2 separate regions of the Mus musculus genome follow, and region 1 is linked to region 2. A link is a contact called in public HiChIP or PLAC-seq data. All regions are on one chromosome and are shown on one strand. The core of a region is the stretch at or near the end of the contact, and the rest is flanking DNA. Distances in the headings are between cores, read along the strand shown.

Region 1 (5,684 bases), core at 2,348-4,847, 140 kb after region 2:
CCACCACTCACTGTTGATTGTGTTCTCTGTTTGACAGTCGCTCATACAAACTCTAGGATGGAAAAGTCATAAACCAGCTGAGTAATTATATTCTGGTTTTTAAGAGAATTATTTTTCAAGGTATTTGTGTGCTCTTGCACGTGTGTATGGTGCAGATTTGTAGAGAGGACAATGGACCAACTCCAGGTTTCATCCTCAGGGAGGTTGTACAGCCCCTTTCAAGGTAGGGTCACTCCTTGGCCTGGAGCTGTACTAGACTAGGTGGCCAGTGAGCCCAAAGGAATCCCCCTGTCTCCTCTTCCCCAGTGCTGGGGTTACAAGTGTCCATCACCATGCCTGGCTTTTCAAATGTGGATTCTGGGAATCATACTCATGTCTCAAGGCTCGCAAGGCAAGCAAATTACTGACTGGGCAATCCCCGCAGCTCATGTTTCTATGGGTATTCTGTTACGAGTTGTAAGTCTGTCAGGAGAAGGCCAGTCACCTTTCAGAGTGGAGTCTCTAGCTATAAAACTAAAGTCAGCCTTCAGATTCTGGTGTGCACCCCAGGAAAGCAAACCCCTGGAGGACACATGGGGACAGCCTTCCAGGATTCACCTCCTTGCATCAGATTCTTTTCTAGTTGTTCCCCTAGCTTTGTTCCAACTAGAAACTCACACATGCTGTCCTCCATGAAGCTTCCTAACCCACCACTGATGACTCACCGTGCATCAGCTCATCTTTCCTCGGGGGACTTGAGATGCAAATTAAAGCATATTTTAAAAACATTAATGTGTAAAGAAGGATGGGATGACTGGAAGACACTAACTTACGAAGACCCGAGTTTCCAGCTGGTAGCCGAAGTGGAAAAAGCCTAAGGAGAACTGTGCCGAGCTGGCTTGCCCATGCACACTTGTTCTGTAAGAAAGGGGTGGTCATAATTACACGGTGCTGCGCTTTCTATAAAAGAGCACCCAGGCAGTGGCCTCAAGCATGGAAGAAATCCCCCATCAATTATCTTTACAACTTCCTAGTACTGTAGTTAAACATGGTCGGGGATAAAGAACCGATGAAGGATGACTAATGAAGGTTAAAGCTTTGACTTCTCCATGGCCTCTTCAGCAGCCTTAGTCTGAGCTGTGCTCTCAGACAGTGGCCATTACAGTATAGATCATAAATAGGATCTATAAATTCAGCATGAAACAACACCTTGCATTCAGACTAATGGTGTTGCTGAAAAGGATCCAGAGCCTCTCTTAGGCCGTTCACTCATTTATCATAGCTGAACTTGTCTCCTTGAATTAAGCTTCCCTGGCTCCCTAGTTTGCATTTGGTATTGAGTATCAAGTGATTATAGATTTGGAAGAAAGTAATTGCTTATCATTGTTTTAAAAATATTTTCTAGACTCTTAAAATTAAATGTTTTTTTATTTAATATCTCAACACTATTGTACTGGCTGGTTTTGTGTGTCAACTTGACACAGGCTGGATTTATCACAGAGAAAGGAGCTTCAGTTGGGGAAAATGCCTTCATGAGATCCGGCTACAAGGCATTTTCTCAATTAGTGATCAAGGGGGAAAGGCCCCTTGTGGGTGGTGCCATCCCTGGGCTGGTAGTCTTGGGTTCTATAAGAGAGCAGGCTGAGCAAGCCAGGGGAAGCAAGCCAGTAAGTAGCATCCCTCCATGGCCTCTGCATTGGCTCCTGCTTCCTGACCTGCTTGAGTTCCAGTCCTGACTTCCTTGGTGATGAACAGCAGTATGGAAGTGTAAGCCGAATAAATCCTTACCTCCCCAACTGCTTCTTGGTCATGATGTTTGTGCAGGAATACAAATCCTAACTAAGACAACTATACTATACCCACTCATACAATTCCAGGCTCATCCTGCTTTTACCGTTTCTAAAAAATTGTGTGTGTGTGATATGCATTTGTTTGATGTATGATATGTATAAAGTATATGCATGTGATATCTGCATATGATGTATATTCATGTATGATATGTATAAAGTATATGTGCTTATGAAATATGTAAGTGCACATTCATGTGTGAATACATGCATGTGTGTGAGTGTTGTGACACGAGTGTGGAGGTCAGAAGACAACACTGAGTATCTGTGTTTACTGTCTGCCTTGTTTGCCACTGGATACTGTACACTGGGATGCATGGAACATAATCGTCCAAGGAGTCTCCTCTTTCTACCTCCCACTGTCTACAGGAGCACCAGCAGATGCACTGATGCTTACCTACGTGGACTTATGGGGATTCAAACTCAGGCCCTCCAGCTCACAACGCATGTTCTTCATCCTTTATTGCTGGCCCTTTCATACCTGAGGAAATGGTGACTGACTTGCCCATGTATTAGATGTCTGGAGAGCTTTCGAGTCCCACTGTCTAAGCTCCACTCTGAACTGATCAAGTTAGACTCTCGAGGTGAGTCCCTGACACAGTGATTTCTCAGAAGCTCTCCAAATGGTTCCAGCGGGTAGCCGAAGGGTGAGAACAACGGCTCAACAACAGTGTCTGACAGAAAGTAGGGACTCAAGAACCTTACTTCGCTTAATGATGGAATGGAATTCAGGTTGCACCACAGAAGCCCTGAAGCTAGGAAAGACTGGAGTTTATGCATATGAAGTGTGGGTTAGGGAGATTGCTAGCAGGGAGAGATTTATAAGATCATTAGTTTAGAATGGGCACAGTGGTTATAAGATTGAATCCAGTCATGGTCAAAGGACCTTATTGAGTACTGCAAGGGACTAGAAATGGTATGGCAGTTAAAGAGACAAAACTACAGTGTTGGGAGGTGGCAGAAATGGACTGTCGAAGTTGTCTGGGGTGGGCCTTGTTCACGCCTTCAGAAGGGACATTCTAGGCTAAGCAGGTTCTGGCCCACACTTTCTCCTGATCCTTTTATGACTCTATATCCACATTCCTCAAGAAAAGCCTGTTGTCTTCTATGCCTGAGGTTACCATTGTTTCCCAGAACAAAGAAACTCACACTTCTGGGTGCTGTGGACCACACCTGTGCTCCCAGCTAAATGGCAGGATCAGGCATGAGGATCATTCTTTCAAGGTAGGCAACCTAATGAGACCCCTTCTTTAAAAAAAAATCACTCAACATATACTAAAGTCTTATTGTGAATTATTCATTGAAAGAGAGTATGATGGGGTTGGAGCTCTGAAAGCTGAGAGCAGAGAAAGCAAAGATAGTCAACTAAAGGCCTACGCTCTCCTTTGTAGTTTTGCTTGAGGCTATTTACCTAGGGTTTCTACTGAGGAAAAAAAAAGATCCATAAAACTACCCCACTATACAGGTCCTGTAATGTTCCAGGAGGAAAACAGTTATGGAAAATGGCTGTGACGTTGATTCTTTATATGAATAAAGCTTCTACTTATTTCTTATTTAACTTATCACATGCCACATTGTAAAACTCTGATGGTGAGTGAGGTAAGAGTGTGGGACCCCAGGAAAAGAGGGAGTTTCTACCCTGCCCCCTCCCTAACATCACAGTTGTTTCTCATGAATTACCTTAAGATAGCTGCTGAAGGTCGTGTGATCCAATGGTGAAGGAGTTTGTAACTTGTGATTTATGAAGACGCGGTTGTACTTCCTGCAGCAAGGTAAACATTAACCTTCTAGAAGGAACATTGCAGTCTTGATAATCTGCAGCATCGATGGGCACACAGAGTATCTGGGGCCATCGTGTAAACCCTTCAGTACAAGCCTAGAGCGGTCCTTGGTTAGGAATCGATCTATTTCTGAGAAACAGTCAGCATTCAGAGCAGGAAATCCTGGTGATTGCTCTCACGGTGCTGCTGCAGCAGCCCCAAGTCGGAGGAAGTTACAAGAGGACAAACTGAGCCTACATTGCAACAGGGGAGGGAAGGTGAACCACAGGCGTGGGCACAGAGCTCTGCCTGGGAAGAAAACACAGATGGGCTGGGAGTTGTGGGCCACATCTGCCATCCTAACTCGTGGGAAATGGAGGCATGGCGATCAAGACTAACCTTGAGTACGTGGCGAGTTCAAGCCTTGGGCTACATCACACCCTACCTCTAAAGGCAAAAGAGAACTGGAAGCTGAGTATTTTGATCAGATTGCAATATGAAAATTCTGTGTTTTAGACTACCTCCCAAGGTGTTCTCTCCATGTTTCTTAATCCAGTGTCCCTTGGGACACTGGTCCTGAGACCAGCTCCTTGCTCGTTACAAAGAACTCTGAGACCACACATTCCATTCCATGTCCTAGAAGAAAACCCATAAAGCATACAGTGTTGGAAGGGTTCTGAGGGGACTAGGGGTAGTGGAAGAGGAAGGTTTGTTTTGTTTTGTGACAAGCTCTTTTCATGTCTATGACCATGGAGTCTCTTCTAATGGAAGGTTTAACAGCGCGTTCCCTGGAATGCCACTTCTTAAGAGGCAGGATCTCACGGTGGGTAAGGACCTTCAGCTTTTCTTGTTCCTGTGTCATTCAGATGTCTTTATGCCCAATCGTTCTGCTTTATCAAAGAGTCCCAAGAGCAGGACACAGCAACTTTTCGTGGCAAGCAGAAGTCTTCACTTATTTATCACTGGGCTAATCAATTACCGCAGACCCTGCTCCCAGTAAAGCTTAGTCAACTGTCCAGACAGCAGTGGCATTTCAGCTTAACAGGTAAGATGGCAGTAACTTTGATCTAGCATGATCATGCGTGTGCCATCCAGTGTCAATTCCACGTGGCTCCCACAGGTGCTCCTCTGATTGCTTCTCTCAGATGAAGCATGGACATCATCACTACTTTGCTCTGAATCCATTCGGAAGTGATTTGGCTTTTGTTATCTGGGCTTTGGATGCTGAGTCTTGTGAGTTGAATGCCCGAGTACCATAGACTGGATCCCTGCAAGTTTCTTTGTAAGGGAAGGTATTACAGAGCAAAATGAGTGTTTATCTTGTGTGTTAGCTTCCTATGGGCTTAGTGCAACAGCAATTTATGGTATCACAGTTCTAGGAGTTAGATAGAAGCCTGGGGGTAAGCTGTTGCAGGACCCTGTTTGTCTGAAGCCTCCAGGGACTGGTTCTCCTCTGGCGCTTCCAGCCTCTAGTAGCCCCAAATAGCCTTTGGCTTGTGGCAGTATCACCTTGGTTGCTGCTTCTACTACTGCAGTTAATTCTCTCTGCCTCTGCACGTTGCCAGCCCTTTTACTCATGTCTGTCCCCGAGCCCAAATATCTTCATTGTGTAAAGATACCAGTCATATAGTATCAGGAACCATATAAACTCCTTTAAACCACATCACACTGTTTCCTTATATTCTCAAGTGTTGGGGGTTAGGACTTCAACATATCACTATGAGGAAAACATAGTCCAACTCATAGCATCCTGGAAACGAATCCTCTGAATTTAAGGGCAAGGGGACTAAAGACAAGCAATAGCTTCCCCTCAGCCAGCACATCATTTTTACTTTCTTGGGAGGAGACACAGAGGCCAAGAGTGGCCAGACAGACGATTTCTAGTGCTTTCTTTTCTCCAAGGGTTGGAATTTACAGATAACCCAAGCTCCCTCTTGAAGATGAGGAGGTAGAAATAGACTGCCCCATTCCCAAAACATCAAGCAGTGGTGGCTGTGGGGCCAATTAGCTCTTTGGAGATACTCGAGGTCCTGCCTTAAAATGTTGTCTCTCCTGGGTCCAAATGTGCACCTGTGTGCACTGATAAACCTGGTTACCT
Region 2 (5,259 bases), core at 2,168-4,667:
GAGAGAGAGAGAGAGAGAGAGAGAGAGAAGGAAGAAGAAGAAGAGGAGGAGGAGGAGGAGGAGGAGGAGGAGGAGGAGGAGGAGGAGGAGGAGGAGGAGGAGAAGGAGAAGGAGAAGGAGAAGGAGAAGGAGAAGGAGAAGGAGAAGGAGAAGGAGAAGGAGAAGGAGAAGAAGAAGAAGAAGAAGAAGAAGAAGAAGAAGAAGAAGAAGAAGAAGAAGAAGAAGAAGAAGAAGAAAGAAAGAAAAGAAGGAAAGGAAAGGAAAGGAAAGGAAAGGAAAGGAAAGGAAAGGAAAGGAAAGGAAAGGAAAGGAAGCAAGCTTTGTGGGGGGCCTGATGTGGAATACCCTGTCCTACTGGAATGAATCCAGCTAAATAAGACATCACTATTAATTGTGTTTGCTGCATGAAACAAGATATTGCCCAGGCTAGCTTCAGACATGCCCCTCCCCCCCCAGTCCAAAGCATGTTCTCCGCCACGTGCCTCTAATTAAGTATGATTTTAATACAGACTTCTTGATTCAGGCTCATCAGAGAAAAAATATTAATCATTAATACTACAGATAATTATTTTAAGTGGAACCTAAAAGCTGAAAACTTCCAGAACAAGATGTGGTTAGTGAGAAGCAAGTTTAATGGTCGGGAGTTGCCGGGTGAGCTCAGAGGTCAGCCCAGAGGAGCGAAAGGTCACCAGTGTGCTACCAGCTGACCATCATAGCACTACAAAGCCAGTCCTAGGAAATAACTCTAGTTAGTCTAAGTACGTTTAACATGGCTGATATTTAATAAGCTTTTCTAAAGTATTGAAAATTGAAGCTGGGGAAATGGCTCAGTGGTTTAGAGCACAAACCAATGTTCTGTTCCCAACACCTAGAAGGCAGCTTTACAACTATCAGTAATCTGAGCTCCAGGGGGGATCTGGCACCCTCTTCTGACCTCTGCAGGCACCAGCACACAATGAACACACACACACACACACACACACACACACACACACAGGCAAAACATGCATACACATTGAAGGAAACAAGATTTTTAAAGTACTTAAAATGGAAGGTCAACAAGATGGTTCTACAGGAGGAAGCCCCAGGCTCAACAACAGGTGTCTGAGTCCCCAGGTGACATAGAGAAGGACTCCTGCAGCTTGTACTCTGAGCACCACTGCATATGTAGCATACAGATGAATAAAATGTAACACAAAGGGAAAAGAGGAAGAAACACAAAGCAAAAGGAGGGATCTGCAAGTTACCTTCTAGCGCTGCAGATCAAACCCAGGGCCTGTGTGTGCATCGTAGGTCTGTGCTCCGCCACTCAGCTAAATCCCAGCTGCTGACACTGCAGACCTTGGTTTACAGAGGCCGTGCCCAGTGTCCATCCCATCCACTAATGCTTAAGAGTAAACACTTTATCAAACAAGAAGAGAACGTTCGGGTAGTAAATTTTCCATCTTATATTTGATTTTTTTTTTAATGGATAGCACATCACTCCAGTTTTAACCTAGTTGTCATATTCATGTAAACACACACACACACTGCAGAAGTTAATGTATGTATTATATATGTAATATATATATTATATACAAAATACATACATATACGCAGCATAATTTATGAGCAAACTAACATCCATCTATGTATGTATGTATGTATATAAAATCTAGAATCTGCATGAAGAAAATGTGTGATAATTTGCCTGATTTTTAATAATTTGTCTTTCCATCCATTTGCCTGTAATCCTAGCACTTGGCAAGCAGAGGTAGGAACAGGAGGGGTTCAAGGCCAGCCCTAGCTAGATGAGACCCTGCTTCAAAACAAAATAGAAAGAAAAAAAAAAATGTCTCCATAGCTACTGAACAAGAAAGTGTGCTTCTGTGTTTACAGCCAAACGAGATGTCTGGCTAACTCAACTCATGATGTCTGGCTTGGGGGCAGCTCCCAGAAGCAGGGTCCTCAATGGGCTTTGGGTCCTACCACTTCCTTAAGAAAGTGGTAGGACCCAAAGCTCACCAGCCCCACCCAGACGCAACAGACCCTGATGCGGGTTCAGCGGGAAGAAAGGCTCACCCACCACTCCTCATTCTGCCTTCATGTGTCATGGCTCCCACAGGTCTTAGACACAGAACATCTTCTGGTCCATCTGAACTCCTGGCCCCAGGTGAGTCACACTGTACCCACAGGATCCCTTAACATCTGACCTCCCCTCTGCCATCATGCACCTGTTCACAGTCCCACAAAGCGTCCCGGCTCGCTACTTACTCGGGCTTCTCTTTCCTACTAGTTCCGAGCTGAGAGGGTAGACTCCATGTTTTACAACGATGCAGTCGCTGGCCTCTAGCCAAGCACTCTACTGAGGACCTACGGCGGCCGCTGAAAGTACTGCCCATACACATGCAGACTGGAATCATCCTACATTTTGTTAAGACCCCGAAGAACCTGGAGTCGGTCACGTCTGCTTATTTGCATATCCGTCAGATAGAAGCTCCCAGAATTTCATGTGGCTACTTTGTATAATTACATGTCCCATTATAAATTCTACAAAAAAAATTTGTGATGTAGCCTGTGGTATGAAAAAGAAGTAAAAAAACGAAAGCTGCTTTCTTCTTATGTTAGGAGTCACGAGACAAATTCTCACGGTGTAGTGCTAATGTGGCTTTTCAACATCCGATTTGCAAAGTATGGAATTCTGGAGAGCCTCAGAAATGAAGTGGTTTAGTTACAATTTCTGTAATCAGGATTCTCATATCTTCCTATATGGTCCCACTTATCTGTGCCTTCCTTCCGTGCCTTTCTACCTAATTTAGCTGGGCCTCCCTGGAGGCCAGATGTCCCTTCCCCAGCGTACACAGAATAACAGCTGCTTGGCCGCTCTAGCACTTCCTGATTATTGGTGTCAACACCCACAGCCACTTCACCTGGCAGGTGCTATCTGTCCACATCTGAGGAGTGACAAGCTAACCTCAGATATCTATCACAGCGATAGAAGCTATCTGGATCCAGAGCCTATCTCTCCGCCACTAAGTTACGGTGTGACCTTCTGGGACCTTGGGCTATTTTAGTGATTAGGAGTGTGCGCTTTTCCCTCTCTAAAGGCAATGGATTTCATCTCCCGTGGGTCATTCTGTGAAGGAGGTGATTCACTGTACAGCTTTTCCCCACTCCGCTCTTCCTTCTCACGGTCAGGTCAGCACATCTGTGTTTGTCCTAAGCTTACATCCCTCAGGCACTGACAAGTGGCAGGCTAAGGTACCTGATACCCTGAGTGACTGTTCGCCCAGGTCCCCAGTGACTTAAAAGAAGGGCATTTCCTGGAAATGTGGGGGCTGGACATTTCATTGTAGTGAAGTATTCAGGGTGCGAGTCACGGCCGTTGCCTAGTAACCGGAAGGTTTGTGTTTGGCAGTGGAAAAGGCAGCTCAGCCCAGGTACAGCTGATTATTTACCCAGTGTGACCTTCTCCCCGGCTGCACACTGATTCTTGGATTAATGCTTAACCCAGACCCTTTCCCCCAACTTTCCTCACTGGTAGTGGGGGCTCCTTCGGCATTCCCTTTAGGTCGAGAGAATTCAAAGGGGGTATGGCATACGTACGCACGTAAGTACGTACGTACGGAGAATACACCCATTCCTCAGAGCAGAAGGAAAGGCGAGACTGGAACAGGAGACAGGATTCCTGCTCTTCCCGGGAGAGCGAGCGGAATTCTACAGAGTGAGGAAGTCCCCTTTTGGTCACGAATTTACCAGTGAATTTCTCTCTCATAACTCAGTAAACACAGCACACTCCCAAACGGTAGTGACTAATTAATCCTGACCTCATAGGCAAAAAAGCTTTTCCTTTTTGTTTTTGTTTTTTTTTTTTGTAAGAAGACTGAGTCACTTGGTGGAATCCGTCCCAGACCAGAAACAAGATTTCACTTTTTCCCCCTTATATCAAGAATTGTGGGATACAATGGTGAGCAGCTTTGGAACTAAGAGACTTCTCGCCCTCAAATACCATTTGGGTGGCACAGCTGGCTAAAGCCATTTTGTTAATTTTGTCTTGGGATTCGGGATGGAGGATGTAGTTGGGTTCCTGTAGAAGCTAGGGATGCTAGCAGGGAACACTGCACAGTGCTCACCTGGTCCACAAAACCCTGGATGAACAGGGATCTTCAGCCCCCACCCCCACCCCAAACGCTCCGAGCCTGAGTCCCATAAGGCTCCAACAGTGTTTGACTTTTCTTGTAGTTAAAAAAATACTCTTTGAACGTGGATACCATGACATATGATCATATCCATTCTTCCTCCTTTTTTGTTAGATTCTCCATTTCCTGGTTATTTAATATTCAAAAATTGCTATTTTTTTAACCTGAAAACATAGATACATGAATGGGCTTGGATGTTTTTGTTTGTTTTTCTATTTTTAAGTTTCTGTTTTGAGTATTCTGGGTTTTGTTTCATTTGAATGTCCTCAATTTCGGTGAATCTATTTAGACACATACAACAGAGTAAGATGTAAGCTTTGTGTCTGTGGAAAAGCCCTAGATCCTAAATTTATTTAGCATTTTTGGATGGAAGGATACAAAAGCAATTTAAAACCTTTTTCTTCTTGCCCCATAATTTTCATTCTAATACTGGGTTTTCAGTATTCCTTATATCCACAGGTCCTAATAATCACTCTAAGGGTAATATGGACTTGACTTATTTTTAACAGCTATACAAGTATAGACTTAAGTAGCAATTTTTAATTAAAATGTTAATTTCATAAATTCCCCCACCAACACCTCCTATGGCCCCCTCTCAAATTCATGGCCTCTTTTTAATTATTATTGTTACACACACACACACACACACACATATATGTTTATGAATAAATATATAAATACAGACTTGTTTAGAATTGATTGTATGCATGTTTTTAGATCTGATCACCTTAAGCATCATATTAAACCTTTATCATCTTCAAAACAGTGTTCTTTCAAAAGACATATTAAAACAATAGATTATTTAAGAAAAGAGTACTCTTATGATCCCAAACTGATTGCATTTAAACTTGTTAGCAAGATATAAAGGGTATGAATTATTCCCTAAATATTTTAAAGTTCTTAATCTTGTCTAAAGCAAATTTTCTTTGAATAGAGTTAACAGTTGACAGGTGGACTCCTTGTGGCCCTAAAGAAAAAAGTGTTTAGGTCCATGTGTATTGCTGGGACTTGAAAGCTCAGGACTTTAGTTTCTCTGAGTTTGGACTTTAAGAGATGAATTTGCCTGCAGACACCTAATTTA

What was found. HiChIP or PLAC-seq counts read pairs in DNA pulled down with a chosen protein or histone mark.
Region 1: an H3K27ac HiChIP or PLAC-seq map of trophoblast stem cells shows a contact between it and region 2, with 9 read pairs. The contact joins two enhancer-like sites. A contact is called at or near these places in 1 of 39 promoter capture datasets (neural stem cells), 1 of 15 datasets of contacts at CTCF or cohesin (the NIH/3T3 cell line), 4 of 484 Hi-C or Micro-C datasets (bone marrow-derived macrophages, embryonic fibroblasts, embryonic stem cells and 1 more), 26 of 115 datasets of contacts at active chromatin or transcription factors (the NIH/3T3 cell line, bone marrow-derived macrophages, craniofacial prominence and 17 more) and 2 of 9 other capture datasets (adipose tissue and liver).

What each region holds. Positions count from the first base shown.
Region 1 is chr3:131,501,169-131,506,852 of GRCm38.p6, forward strand. No RefSeq gene overlaps it. Among named protein-coding and RNA genes, the nearest start is that of Gm36863, 5.1 kb to the right of the region's middle. Within about 2 kb of position 3,598, at least 21 of the 459 cell types and tissues checked have an H3K27ac peak or open chromatin away from gene starts, as enhancers often do. A contact at or near this core is called in trophoblast stem cells, where this site is marked.
Region 2 is chr3:131,361,479-131,366,737 of GRCm38.p6, forward strand. All of the region lies in intron 1 of Sgms2 (sphingomyelin synthase 2), which reads right to left. Among named protein-coding and RNA genes, the nearest start is that of Cyp2u1, 61 kb to the left of the region's middle. Within about 2 kb of position 3,418, at least 163 of the 459 cell types and tissues checked have an H3K27ac peak or open chromatin away from gene starts, as enhancers often do. A contact at or near this core is called in trophoblast stem cells, where this site is marked.